3 separate regions of the Mus musculus genome follow, and all the other regions are linked to region 1. Evidence: chromatin contacts called from public HiChIP or PLAC-seq and promoter capture Hi-C data. All regions are on one chromosome and are shown on one strand. Each heading gives the region's core, a stretch centred on a gene start, on an enhancer-like site or on the middle of the called end of the contact. The rest is flanking DNA. Distances are from core to core; before and after follow the strand shown. Region 1 holds the start of Rhou (ras homolog family member U). Region 2 overlaps Ccsap (centriole, cilia and spindle associated protein). Region 3 overlaps Rab4a (RAB4A, member RAS oncogene family).

Region 1 (3,851 bases), core at 732-3,231:
GAGGGGCTTCCTCTGAGAAACGCTTACAAACCATTCCTGTGGTTTTTCTTTTGTAGCCTAAGCTAGGCCATGAGAGGTACCCGAAAGTCCTATGAAGATAAGGGGCAGTTCCCGCAGCGATGGCTGCCTCCCCAGCTCCTTCCCAGAACAGGCCGACCCTGTTTCACTGGCCCCGAGGTGTCCTTCTTGGCCTCCTCCCACTGCCCTCAAAGGAGATGAAGCAGGGGTGGGCCTGCTTCGGCGAGTTTCACAATGACCCAGTTACTAAGGGAATCATTTGGAAACTGCAAAGGTTGTTTGGAAACCTTTAAAAGGCTGTTTCCTTTCCCAGTGCCTGAGCTGTGTAACTTGATACCGACCTGTCCTGCAGTGTCACAGAGCTGGAGTCTCACAGGCCGCCCATCTACAGACACCACGGCTTGGGAGAAAGAAAAAAAAAAAAGAGCAAGATGATTATCAGGACATCTTTTACCCTCTCAGCAGATTGGCAGTTCCTGCTCTGGGTTCTCTTAGTGAACTAAGGACTTGGCTACGCCCAGAAACCCATGGAAGTGTACAAATGTTCCAAGGTGGGGGGCTCCCTCCACCACAGAGCATGAAGCAGCAAAGCCCTGACCTCCAGAAGGTGCCCCGGAAGGCTTGTTTTCCTTTCAAGCCTGGAAGATTAATTTTCCTGTCACCCTTGTTTCAAAGAGCCTAGAAACAACACAAGGTGGGAAACCAACTCTGCACTTTTAAATCAGTGGACAACCTCATAGATAATCCTGTTTTCTCTTGGGAAAAAAAAATCTCCCTGCTTCAGGGTTTATCATAAAACTCCAGCAGTTTTGAGAACTTGTGCAAACACAGGCGGCCTATCACCCGTGCGTGTGTGGAAATGGGCACTTCTCTCTGTCAGTTCAAAAAGAGGATTAAGAAAAGCTGGCAGAGAGAAGCCACACAGATTTTCCCCCAGGGTCCAGAGATAGGGTGAGAGCAAGGACCCCCCATCCAGTAAAGACTCGGAGGTTTCAGCTTATATTAGGCAATTTGTCTCCTTCTGATAGCATTTCTGGTTGTTTATAAATGTTTATGCTAGTGAGCGGTGGAGGGGGCACCATGCACTTCTGTTTTATCCATAGGGTCTCTGAAATTAGAGACTGGCCACGGAGACTGGAAGTCGGAGGTAAATTTTTTAGGAGGAAGATTTTTCACACTAGCTTAATGTGATTTTTTTTTTGTAACTTTTTCTTAAATTCCTGAAAGACTTTTTAAAAAATCAAGAGAAATGATTGCTTTACTTTTGTTATCTTTGTGTGATCCACGAACCCACCCACCCTTGAGAACTTGCTGTAACTAAACGCCAAGCTGGAGGGACTGGGCCAACCGTCAGAAACCGAGACAGCGCAGGCGGGGCGCAGGCCAGGCAGGCGCTGGGCTCAGAAGAAAGGAACGTTCTCGCAAGCCCCAGCCCTCCTTGGTGCGCCTGGCCGGCTCACACACGGGAGCAATCCGGGTTGCTCCAGGCGAAGATCCGCTGGAAGTGAGCCGCCCCGGAGGGCGCAGGTGGGAAGGCCACCTGAGCTGCAGCTCGCTCCGGAATCCCGGAGCCAGACCGGTCGGACACCCCGCTGCCACCTCGCCGAGCCGCTGCCCCGAGACCCGCGCCGCCCCGCGCCTCCCAGCCCGAGGCCGCGCCCCGCCCGGCGCTCACCCGAGAAGTTGTCGAAGGCCGTAGGGATGTACTCGGTGGGGTAGCCGTTAGTGGTGTAGCTGACCACCAGGCTGGTCTTGCCCACCGCGCCGTCGCCGACCAGCACGCACTTGACGCCGCGTCCCTCGGCGCCGCCCGCGCGCCCCCGACCCCCGGACACCCCGGGCCCGCGCGCCCCGCGCCCCCCGCGCTCTCGGCGAGGCGGTACCGGCGGCGCCGCCGGCGGCTCGCAGCGGGCGGGCAGCGCCGGCCGGCCTTGCTGCGGGGCCATCGCGGGGCGGCGGCCGCGAGACCAGCTGCCACCGGCGGACAAAGGCGGCGCACGGTCCGCACTCGGCTGGGCGTCTGTGCCCGCGCGGCCGCGATGTGGCCGAGCCTGCTCCGCCAGGCTTCCCTGCGACACCGGCGGGCGGGGAAAGAGGCGGGTCCGGCGGCTCCTTCTTCTATCCGAGACCACAGCGCCCCCGTCTGCGCGCCGCGCTGGTGAACTACGCCGGCGCCTCGAAACGGTGCGGCTGGACTAGCTGGCTCCACCACGCCAACCCACGCGGACCCCGAGCTACCCCTGGCCCCTGCTGTGGGCTTCTCATCCCCCCACCCCCCTTTCCCGGCTCCTTCCCAAGCTTCCTTTCCTCCTCTTGCTCTCCAGTTCCTCCTGCCCTGCCCCCTCCTCCCCATCCTTCTGTTCCCCCTTCCCTCCCGGCTCTTTCTCTTCCCTCTCCTCCTTCTCCCTCCTTAGGTCGCCCCCTATTCTCTTTCTACTCCACAACCTCCTTTCCGCGGTCTCCCTCTCACCATGATCACCCTGCTTCTTCCACTCTTCCTGTTCCTCCAGCTGCCCTTGCTCCTCCACACAAGTGTCTTGGTTTGGAGGGGGAGAGTGCTGTGGGGCCTGCCTGCTTTTGCAGTCCCTCAGGAGAGATTATTGTCTTGATAGCCAGTCCTGATGAGTAGGACTTAAGTTTGATTGCAGACAAATGTATGATTTTTCTGTTAAAAATCATTGATTCTCATTTGGATGCAGGATACCACCCTTTGTTAGCGCTCCCTCTCTTTGGCATGCTGTGACCTTGTGTGTATTCATGGTCCAGCAAATTTCCTTACAGTCTTTAGTTAAGTGCAATTTTGGCTGCCGTAGTATTATCTGAAAAGCTAATTGTCTGTTCATTTTGTGCTGCCCTTTCTCTGCCTGGTCACTAATGCTTCTGATTTGCTTCTGGTGTAAGAAGAGCTGTGTGCTGTTAATATTAATATTATTTTGCTGGTGGTAAAGACAAGAGCTAGGGGCCGAGAGAAAGGGAGAGTGGTTAAGAGCACCGGCTGCTCTTCCAGAGGTCCTGAGTTCAATTCCCAGCAACCACATGGTGACTCACGACCATCTGTAATGGGATCTGGTGCCCTCTTGTGGTGTGTCTTAAGACAGCCAGTGTATTCATATAAATAAAATAAATAAATCTTAAAAAAAAAAAGACAAGAGCTAGTTAAATACTGAGCCTTTGTTATGTCCCAGATGTTGTTGTAACCATTCTGTCAAAACGAATTCCTTTAATATTAGCATTACTTATACCCATTTTACAGCCAGGACAACCTGAAGTACAGAGATGCTAAGTGACAGGTTTGAGTTCCATAAAGGAAATGACAGCGTCCTACCTGGGATCCTATATGCAACCATGCAGTGTGGCAAGTGAGACTTGCAAAGATGATGTGGCCGCAGAGATACAGAAGTGGGCCTGTCAAGAGGTAATTTCTTCAATCCCGAATGGGTGGCAGACTCACCCGTCATTCAGGGCCTTAGTGCTGTCAGCCTTTAAAGCTGCAATGCAAGCTGTTTTCGGGATGAAACCCTAGGACCTGACCAAAAATGACCTTGAGCACCTGGGAAATCAAAAGTCTCCCACACAGGATCTGAAGAACAGGAACGGGCTGTCTTGGAAATGGACTAAAAACCTGGTACACTCTCTCCTGCAGTGAAACAGAGCAGAGCAGCAAAAAGACTGGCAACTCCCAAGTTAGGACCGTTCGGCTCTCTTTTGCCCTTGGGCCACCTGAATTCCTGTGCTCTGTCTGATCAAGTAGGTAGATTTGTGTGTGCCTTCTGTCTCCTTGATGGTTGACACTACAATAACTTTTTGCAAAACCATTGCTACAGTATTGGTTT
Region 2 (3,851 bases), core at 705-3,204, 200 kb before region 1:
TCTGTGTTTCTGTCTTACCTGCTTCTCTCCATATTTTATTGAATGTTTTCTGTGGTACCAATGATTCCCCTGGCCTTTGTCATTGTGCCTTCTGGCCTTTACTGAGTGGGACTTTGTGGAGGAAGAGATTGAAGCATTCATTTAAACAGAGCCCGCTGCTTTATTATTATTTACTTATGTGCATATGTATGTGTGTGTATTACGCACACGTGCATGCGGCTGCCTATGGAGGACAGGAAATAGGATTTCATGGAGATGGAATCGCAGGAGCTACCTGATTTGGTGGTGGAAGACAGGTCCTCTCCAAGAGCAGAAAATGCTCTTAACTGCTGAGCCATTTCTCCAGCCTCTGCTTCAATTATTCATCCATTCTTTCCTTCATCTATCTAGAAATGGGGTTTTTCTGTGTATCCCTAGCTAGACCAGGCTAACCTTGAGCTCACAGAGATGAACCTGCCTCTGGAGTGCTAGGATTAAAGATAGACACCACAATGTCTGGCCCATTTCTTGAATAGGCTTGTGAGAGGTTTGTGAATCTGTTTAGTTTTTTGTTTTTACCAAACTAACTTCTATTAGTTTTGTTTTTTGTTTTTGTGCCAAAAGAACTTTTATCTATGTGGATTCTTTTCTTGGGAGTCATAGCATGTACTTCTGGATAGGTTAGAACTCACTATGTGGCCAGGCTGGCCTCAAACTCACGGAGATCCTCCTGCCTCTGTCTCTTGAGTGTTTGGATAAAGGCTTACCACCACCATGCCTGACTGGTTTTGTTGTTTGCTTTTTTTTCTCTTGGAATTTTTAGACAGGGTCTCTACATATACCTGGCTGTCCTAGAACTCACTCTGTAGACCAGGCTGCCCATGAACTCTCAGAGATCCCCCTGCCTCTGCCTCCAAGTGCTGGGATTAAAGCCACCATACACTGATTTTGTTTTTTAAGAGAGGCTCTTACTACATAGCCCAAACTGACCTTGAACTAAAGGTCCTCCACCAACCTCCCTGGGATTACAGTCACCTGCTACCTCCTGACCCAGGTTGGCCTCAAATTTAGTATCCTGCTGAGGTGACCTTGACCTCGATTGCTTCCATCTCCCAAGTGGGATTATAATAACGTGTGGTAAAATACATAGAAAACAAAGTTTACCACTTTAACTTTGAAACGCACAGTGTGGGGTGCTAACTACTTGGTGTGTTTTTTCCGTCTGCATCCCACTGAACTTGGAGCTAGGCTGGGCGCCGGTGAGCTGCAGACAGAGGTCCTTTTCTTCTTCATCCCTGCCCCAGGGCTGAGTTACGGGAGCAGTGTGTACCAGACTCCTCACGTGTGTGCTGCGGGGAAATATTTTTTTTTTAAAAAAAGGCACATTCCTGTGCTTGCATCAGCAACTCTCTGCCCCAGTGGCCTGGCTGGCCATGCACTGGCGGGCAATGGCCAACATGTTTTTATCTCATGGAGATTCTGACTCAGAGCTGCAAAATCTTTCCACCCAGCTCACTAGGTTCCCACTGGTGGGTCGTTACCACGCCAGCCCCATGCTTCAAATTCCCCATGACTTTTGTGGCACATCTGACAAACCCATGCTTTGATGCCATACCTTTCTCTCTTGAACCCAGATGAGGTGCCGCATGAAGGAAAACACAACATAAACTTAGTTCAGAAACAACAGTAACTCAGTCGCTGGGTGCAACAACTAAAATCCTAACCTGGAAAGCCTTATTACATCTAAATCCTCAGGTGGCAAATCCTAACGGATCCGCCATTGAAACCAGGAGACACTTGTAGCTACATCTTGTTGTCCTCACTCTATCTCTATCCAAAAAGACCTAACTCTTTCCTGCTTCCTGTCCAACCTGGAAGTCCCACCTACTCACCCAGTGGTTGGCTCCTTTATTCATTAGGGGATTGGTTCACAAGAAGTCACCTGAGGATGACTCACTCCTTGTCCGCAGCCCCTCCCAGGAGAGTGGAATTAGTGTCAACATACAAACAGCATCAGGTCCATCCACAACACGTGTGTGCTGGATCTGAACTCAGGGCCTCAGGCTCACACAGCAAGTGTTCTTTACCCCCTGAGCCATTTCTTCTATCTGTGTGTGATGATGATCCAAAATGGAAATTCTTATTGTTGCTGTTTTGAGGTTGGGCTTTACTCTATAAATATTTGTTCAAATAGGATTTTAAGAGCATATAGTTATATGTGATTATCATGTACCAAGCTGGCCTAAAACTCAGCTCAAAAGTGAAAGGGATTTGAAAGTTGTGTCTGTGTTTGTAGCTTCATTTCCCTAATGGTTGTGAGAATATGTTCGTTGTAATTTCATTTTATGGAAGTCCAGTTCTGGAAACGAGGGAAGAGTCCCTATTACGGCTTTGGCTGTGAAAAGCTCATGTATGCTCCACATCTGCTTGATGGGAATGCTCCAGCTCTCTCTACGCGACTGCATTCTGCTTCCCCCCTTACAACCTGACTCTTCAAAACTGCTCGGTGGTGACGGGCGCATTCCCTATAGAGCAGCTGCCATGGCGTTACTGGATGGCTGACCCACGCGTGACGTGCCTAACAGAGAAGCACAGTCATCTTACTTACTTTTAGTTTTCTAGAGTTTGTTTTTTGATAGCCACGCGTGGCTGCAGGCTATTGCACTGGGCAGCTCCAGCCTGGATTTATTTTAATTTGACCGTCCCCTTGGTTGGTGAGAAAAGCATTGCAACCCTACCCTGTATCGTGTGGGGAATACTGCTTTTGTTTGCCTGAAAACATCCTCATTTTGAACATCATTCTTTCAAAGAGGATCCTAAAAGCATATACTTAAATCTAATTACCATGTGCCAGGCACGATTTTGAGAGTTTTATAAATATCAAAATCACAGTGATACGTTTTATCTCATTTCTTCTGTTTTTGTCCATCTTTTGTCTCCTGCTGGGAATAATTTTCAAGCATCGTTTGTTTTTTGCTTTTTTTTTTTTTTTTTCTTAAGCACAGAGTGCGAGCACCATTATTTCACAGTCTGTAGGTGATAATTTAAGTTCTTAAGTCTATGGCGCCAGCTGGCTGTCTCTGCATTGTTTTCTCTTCCTGGGTGCTGGGCTATCTTCTGTGACACGCTGTGGTACTCTGGTAATGCTGTGTGAAAATTATTTGTAGGAGTCATTTGGACTCTGGGGTTCTGTCTAGGTTCCTAGGTCCCTACCCTAGGTGGGCAGTGGCTTTTGTACTTCACTGAGCTATTTGGGGTCCTACGGTAAAAAAGGGTTGATTCACTGCTCTGCACTTGGCTTGACCCCTGACCTGAGTGTCCCCCCACCCCAGAGCCTCATGGGTAAGCTACAGGGTTCAGTCCCAGTACACTGACTTTGCTGTGGAATATGGCACTTCCTCAGGTTTTCTTCTGGTTTCTTTTTACTTTCCTAGACAGCCTTCATTTGCTCTTGGACTGACTCACACACACATACACACTCTCTCTCTCTCTCTCTCTCTCTCTCTCTCATTAAATAAGTGTCCTGGGGATCCAACAGTGCCCTTTTGACTTCCTGCTCCACGTTTCTCCTGGGCAGTCCTGTGTACTCTGACCCTGGTCCCAGCTTCTCTCTCAAGGTGCCTGTGGGTGTCTACCAGCAGCTTGTCTGGCTGTTCCATCCTTCCTTCATGCCTAGGATACCTCGGGTTCATAGATTGGAAGGACCATCTGCTTAGAACATCCATGGAGACCAGTCAGGCTCCCCTGCCCTACCTCCACCCCACCCCAGTGGCATCACGGTGCCAGCATGTCTGTTTACCCTGGTCTGCAGTCTGCTTTCCTGGCAGGCATTTGGCCCTATTCTTTTAACCAACCCATCCTAAAATATAGAC
Region 3 (3,851 bases), core at 953-3,452, 170 kb before region 1:
CAGCCTTTAGCTGCTGAGCCATCTTGTTAAGTTTTTATACTAGCAGAATAACATTTGCTCTGGCATCACCTGTGGTCTCACACTCTATTGCCCAGGCTGGCCTTGATCCCCTGGACTAGAGCGATCCTCCTGCCTCAACCTCCAAAGTAGCTAGGACTATGGGTACTACCATACTCTATCCCCAAGTTTAATTAAAAAGTGAAAAGCCTGCGTGTGTGGGAGGGTGGGTGGGTGGGGGTTATCGCTTCTTCCACACTGAATCTTGACTCTGTGACTTGGTGTACTCTGCAGAATGCGTGGCTAAAATGTTCACACCCCACTGTGCATTCATTGTTACAGGATGCTGACCACACAACCTGATTAGCAGTGGTCTGGGGTTAAGTCTTTCTGAGTGCCAGTTGTGTGAACCTGTCCTGCAGGATCCATGGCAACTGTCACAGCCTGCTCCAGTCAGTGTAAAGGGATAAAACCCTCCATGGCAGTTTAAAAATCCCTCATAGACGTGTAATATGGGAAAAAGCCACCTGCCTTGTCTTTGCCTTGATTTTAATCTGAAGGCATACTATAGCCCGGATGGTGCTTCGCACCGGTCATCCTGGCATACAGAGCTTGATACAAGAAGGTCGTGGGCATGAGGTCTACCTAGACTGCACAGCGAGATGCTGGCTCAAAATGCCAAACAGACTGAAACCAAAAGCCAACTACACGGATACCCAGTGCCAGTACCGCATCCTCCTGACCGAGTTGCTACCTCTGAGAGTCTAGTCCCCTAGTGATGGTTTGTTTGTTTTGGTATCTGGGATCCAGTCAGGGCCCTCAGACGTGAGAGCGTCCGGATGGAGCTGCAGATTTTGAGTTACGTGTGCATGCTGGTTTGAGACCACACGCAGTGAAGGAGTTGGGCTAAGCCTTCCAAGTACCATTATCAGTAAATAAGAAGGAAAGCTACCTGAACCGCTCCTGGCCGGCCGTGTCCCATATCTGTAACTTTACATATTTACCACCGACATTTATTATCTTTGAGCCAAATTCCACTCCTATGGTATGATTTGAGTCATCTTTGACTAAAAAGAAAAACAAAGAACAAATAATTACACTTTAGAACCTGACTGCAACAGTTCAAGGTTTAAACAGCAACGTTAAGATAGACCAAGGGCTGGAAAACTAATTTAAAAAAACAGTAAAAAGGGAGGTGTTTGGGGGAGGGGAGGCAGGGGCCTGGCAGGTGAAAAGGCGGGTTGCTTCAACCGCCCATTCTCTAATAGTCAGCTGATGGGCCGTACTAAGCATATGACACGATTTCTGTTTTCACCGAGACAATAGAGTTCCTCTGTCTCCTAACACATGGTATGGCTACTGGAAGAGGCTGCCCTGAGCTTGAGATCCCAGACTGTCTGCCGAGAAGACTTGCACCAGCAGCCAGAAACCTGATGGGAACCGGTCTGCCATGTGGTAGGGCATGTGCCTGGTAACTAGCTGGGCACTTGATCAGCAGCAAGGTGGTCAAGTGTTATTCTGGAGCAGAGGAGACCCCAAAGATAACCTGACCATAGCACTCTGATTGGGGTCTGTCTGGACAAATCTTTTTTTTTTTCCCCATTTGGTTCTTTCCTATGTGTATTACCAAGTGTCCATTAGTTCTAGCAGAGCACAGCAAATGTTTCCGTGGGTTTATTGGAGAAACCAGTCCTATCTCTTCTAAACTCATCTGGGGCATGCCATCAGTACAGGATAGCTGTGAGGAAGCCATGACTTCGAGAGAACGCTGCACCTCACTGGCTGTCTCTCAGCTCAGCTCATGCCTGGACACAGCTTCAGCAACCAGGGGTGCTGCATGGTAATGCTTTTTTAAAAAAAGAATATTTGGATGGACAAGAGGTTAGACAGATAATCCAGCCTGCGCCAGAAAGATTCAAGTGTGTGATCAGGTAGGAAGGACCCCCTCCGGCCCCCCCAGCAAACTGCAGAGGGAGGCCTAAGCAGTAATCCAGGCCGACTAAGGTGAGTAATAAGTAAGGTGAGCAGTAATGGGGCGGAGGCTGCTGTGACTGAATAAGGTGAGTGTGCTGCTTCTGAGGCTCTGGGGACAGGCAGGAACGGATATGCAACCTGTCTGGCTGTTAACTATTCTCAGAGATGGAGCAGTGCAGTGTGCTAACAAGCCTGAAAGGACCACGAGCAGGCACTGTGCACACGGGAAGGGTGCCATCTGCTGGTTCATGCCTGCAATCCCAGCAGCTGGGGGGGCTGAGGCAAGGCCGAGGCGTGAGTTCGATGCCACCTTGGCTGTGTACGAAGTTCCTGGGCAGCCAGAGAGCTAAAGGATGAGAGGTGAACCATTTCCAAAAATCAAAAATAAGTGAAGGTTCAGAGGATGCTGTTGGTAAGCCATGCTACAGCACATGCAGGGCAGAGGATCTGACCAGCTCAGCACTGATGGGTCCTGATGGAAGAAATTCCAGAAATGTCTTTCATTCTTTGCCAAGATGCTCTGTCTCTCTCCCTCCCCCAACCTGAGGGGTTCCCCTCCTTAGATGTAATTTATTAAGCCAGGTCTGTGTTGAGCCTGCCTCTGACTGCCCTAATGAGCAGGTCTCCACAGTTCCTCACACCATGACCACAGTTTCACGTTTTCTAAGGGTTTTCGAACTTACAGGCTTCCACAGTCTTAAAACAGTGTGGAAGAAAGATCGGATCTCCCTTCCCTAAATGCTGTGAGCCGAGGTAAGCACGTGGCACTGTGGTCCAGCGTCCTCTGTAACAGACATCCCCCGCTAGCTGGGTCATTTCCATTCTTCTTCCTGGCCCGCAGAGCAGGACAGGATAGGGACAAAGGGCCTCAGAGGCACTGGAGGCACCCAGGGCAACTGAAGGCTACAACCCACCCAACTGCACTCTGATGTCTATCTGGCTACTCTACCAGCAAACAGAGTCCTATTGAAGAATCCTTTGCTGGGCTCACCATCTTAGGGTAAGGGTGAGAAAACAGTATACACCAAGCTGCCATTGAACCGAAACACTAACTTAATAAAAACGCCATCATGTAAAGGTTTAAGAATACAACCTATATGGACATGGTGCCAAATCCTTTAATCCCAGCACTCAGAAGGCAGAGGCACTGGGTGAATGGCCATTCTGAGTTCAGGGCCATTCAGGTTTATGCAGCAAGTTTCAGGCTAGCCAAGGCTACATAATGTGACCTTGTATTTAAAAACAAAACAAAAAACCACAACCTCGTAGTGCTGCTTAAAAGTCCTCTTACCCGGCAGTAGACCCTGCTGCTACAATGCTGACCACCCGGTAGGATGTGCCACTGGTACAACAGTAACGTGACTGTTACAGGAGGAACCAACCACTCAGACTGGATCTGAGGCCTGCCTCAAAGGAGAAAATTCATAATGGTTCTGCAATCCTGGTCAAGAGCCCATGCTGAACAGTTTAGAGGGCTTAGTTGGGGAACTTACTATAGTTGTGTTGCTAAATGGACGTGTTGTTAAAGAGCCTTCTAACTGTTTACATGTATACTCTGAGGTTAGGGCTGCTCACAACCTTGGTCAGAGAACCTTCCTTTTAACGCAGACTCACAGCTGCTCAAAGTGCTGAGAATAAGAGCTGAGGGTCGCTCACAGAGAAGTGTTGGGATGGGGGAATGAGGGCAGGGGAAAGATATAAGAGCCATGGGGCGGGGAGGAGCGCTATGAACTACACATGTCTGGACATGATGTGGCCACTGCACTCACGAGCTCACAGCACCGGTGCCATGTGGCCTGTGTAAAGCCTGCACAAAATCGAGCCCATCAGCATTCCAGCCTAGAAGGGTGAGGGGCTCATTAGGCAAGGCTGCACCGGCT

The links. Promoter capture Hi-C pulls out the DNA fragments that hold promoters and counts their contacts. HiChIP or PLAC-seq counts read pairs in DNA pulled down with a chosen protein or histone mark.
Region 2: an H3K4me3 HiChIP or PLAC-seq map of embryonic stem cells shows a contact between it and region 1, with 2.5 times the contacts expected there. The contact joins the enhancer-like site here to the promoter of Rhou in region 1. A contact is called at or near these places in 3 of 39 promoter capture datasets (cranial neural crest, liver and pre-B cells), 3 of 15 datasets of contacts at CTCF or cohesin (the NIH/3T3 cell line and embryonic stem cells), 8 of 484 Hi-C or Micro-C datasets (the AML12 cell line, the HL-1 cell line, bone marrow-derived macrophages and 5 more) and 12 of 115 datasets of contacts at active chromatin or transcription factors (astrocytes, bone marrow-derived macrophages, embryonic basal ganglia and 5 more).
Region 3: a contact with region 1 is called in a promoter capture Hi-C map of embryonic stem cells, with 5 times the contacts expected there. The contact joins the enhancer-like site here to the promoter of Rhou in region 1. A contact is called at or near these places in 4 of 39 promoter capture datasets (cranial neural crest, embryonic stem cells, liver and 1 more), 3 of 15 datasets of contacts at CTCF or cohesin (the NIH/3T3 cell line and embryonic stem cells), 8 of 484 Hi-C or Micro-C datasets (the AML12 cell line, Th2 cells, bone marrow-derived macrophages and 4 more), 10 of 115 datasets of contacts at active chromatin or transcription factors (embryonic basal ganglia, embryonic forebrain, embryonic hindbrain and 4 more) and 3 of 9 other capture datasets (adipose tissue, liver and pancreatic islet).

What each region holds. Positions count from the first base shown.
Region 1 is chr8:123,652,059-123,655,909 of GRCm38.p6, reverse strand. Rhou (ras homolog family member U) reads right to left here and starts at 1,981. Exons shown (of 3, transcript NM_133955.4): 1 at 1,694-1,981; 2 at 360-418. The coding sequence starts at 1,964. It overlaps Gm35874 (a long non-coding RNA gene), which reads left to right and starts at 3,174. Exons shown (of 3, transcript XR_388157.3): 1 at 3,174-3,433; 2 at 3,662-3,765.
Region 2 is chr8:123,847,589-123,851,439 of GRCm38.p6, reverse strand. All of the region lies in intron 1 of Ccsap (centriole, cilia and spindle associated protein), which reads left to right. Among named protein-coding and RNA genes, the nearest start is that of Gm9901, 9.9 kb to the left of the region's middle. Within about 2 kb of position 1,954, at least 35 of the 459 cell types and tissues checked have an H3K27ac peak or open chromatin away from gene starts, as enhancers often do. A contact at or near this core is called in embryonic stem cells, where this site is marked.
Region 3 is chr8:123,824,537-123,828,387 of GRCm38.p6, reverse strand. It overlaps Rab4a (RAB4A, member RAS oncogene family), which reads right to left. Exons shown (of 8, transcript NM_009003.3): 3 at 950-1,064. Among named protein-coding and RNA genes, the nearest start is that of Gm51601, 7.6 kb to the left of the region's middle. Within about 2 kb of position 2,202, at least 20 of the 459 cell types and tissues checked have an H3K27ac peak or open chromatin away from gene starts, as enhancers often do. A contact at or near this core is called in cerebellum, cerebral cortex and embryonic stem cells, where this site is marked.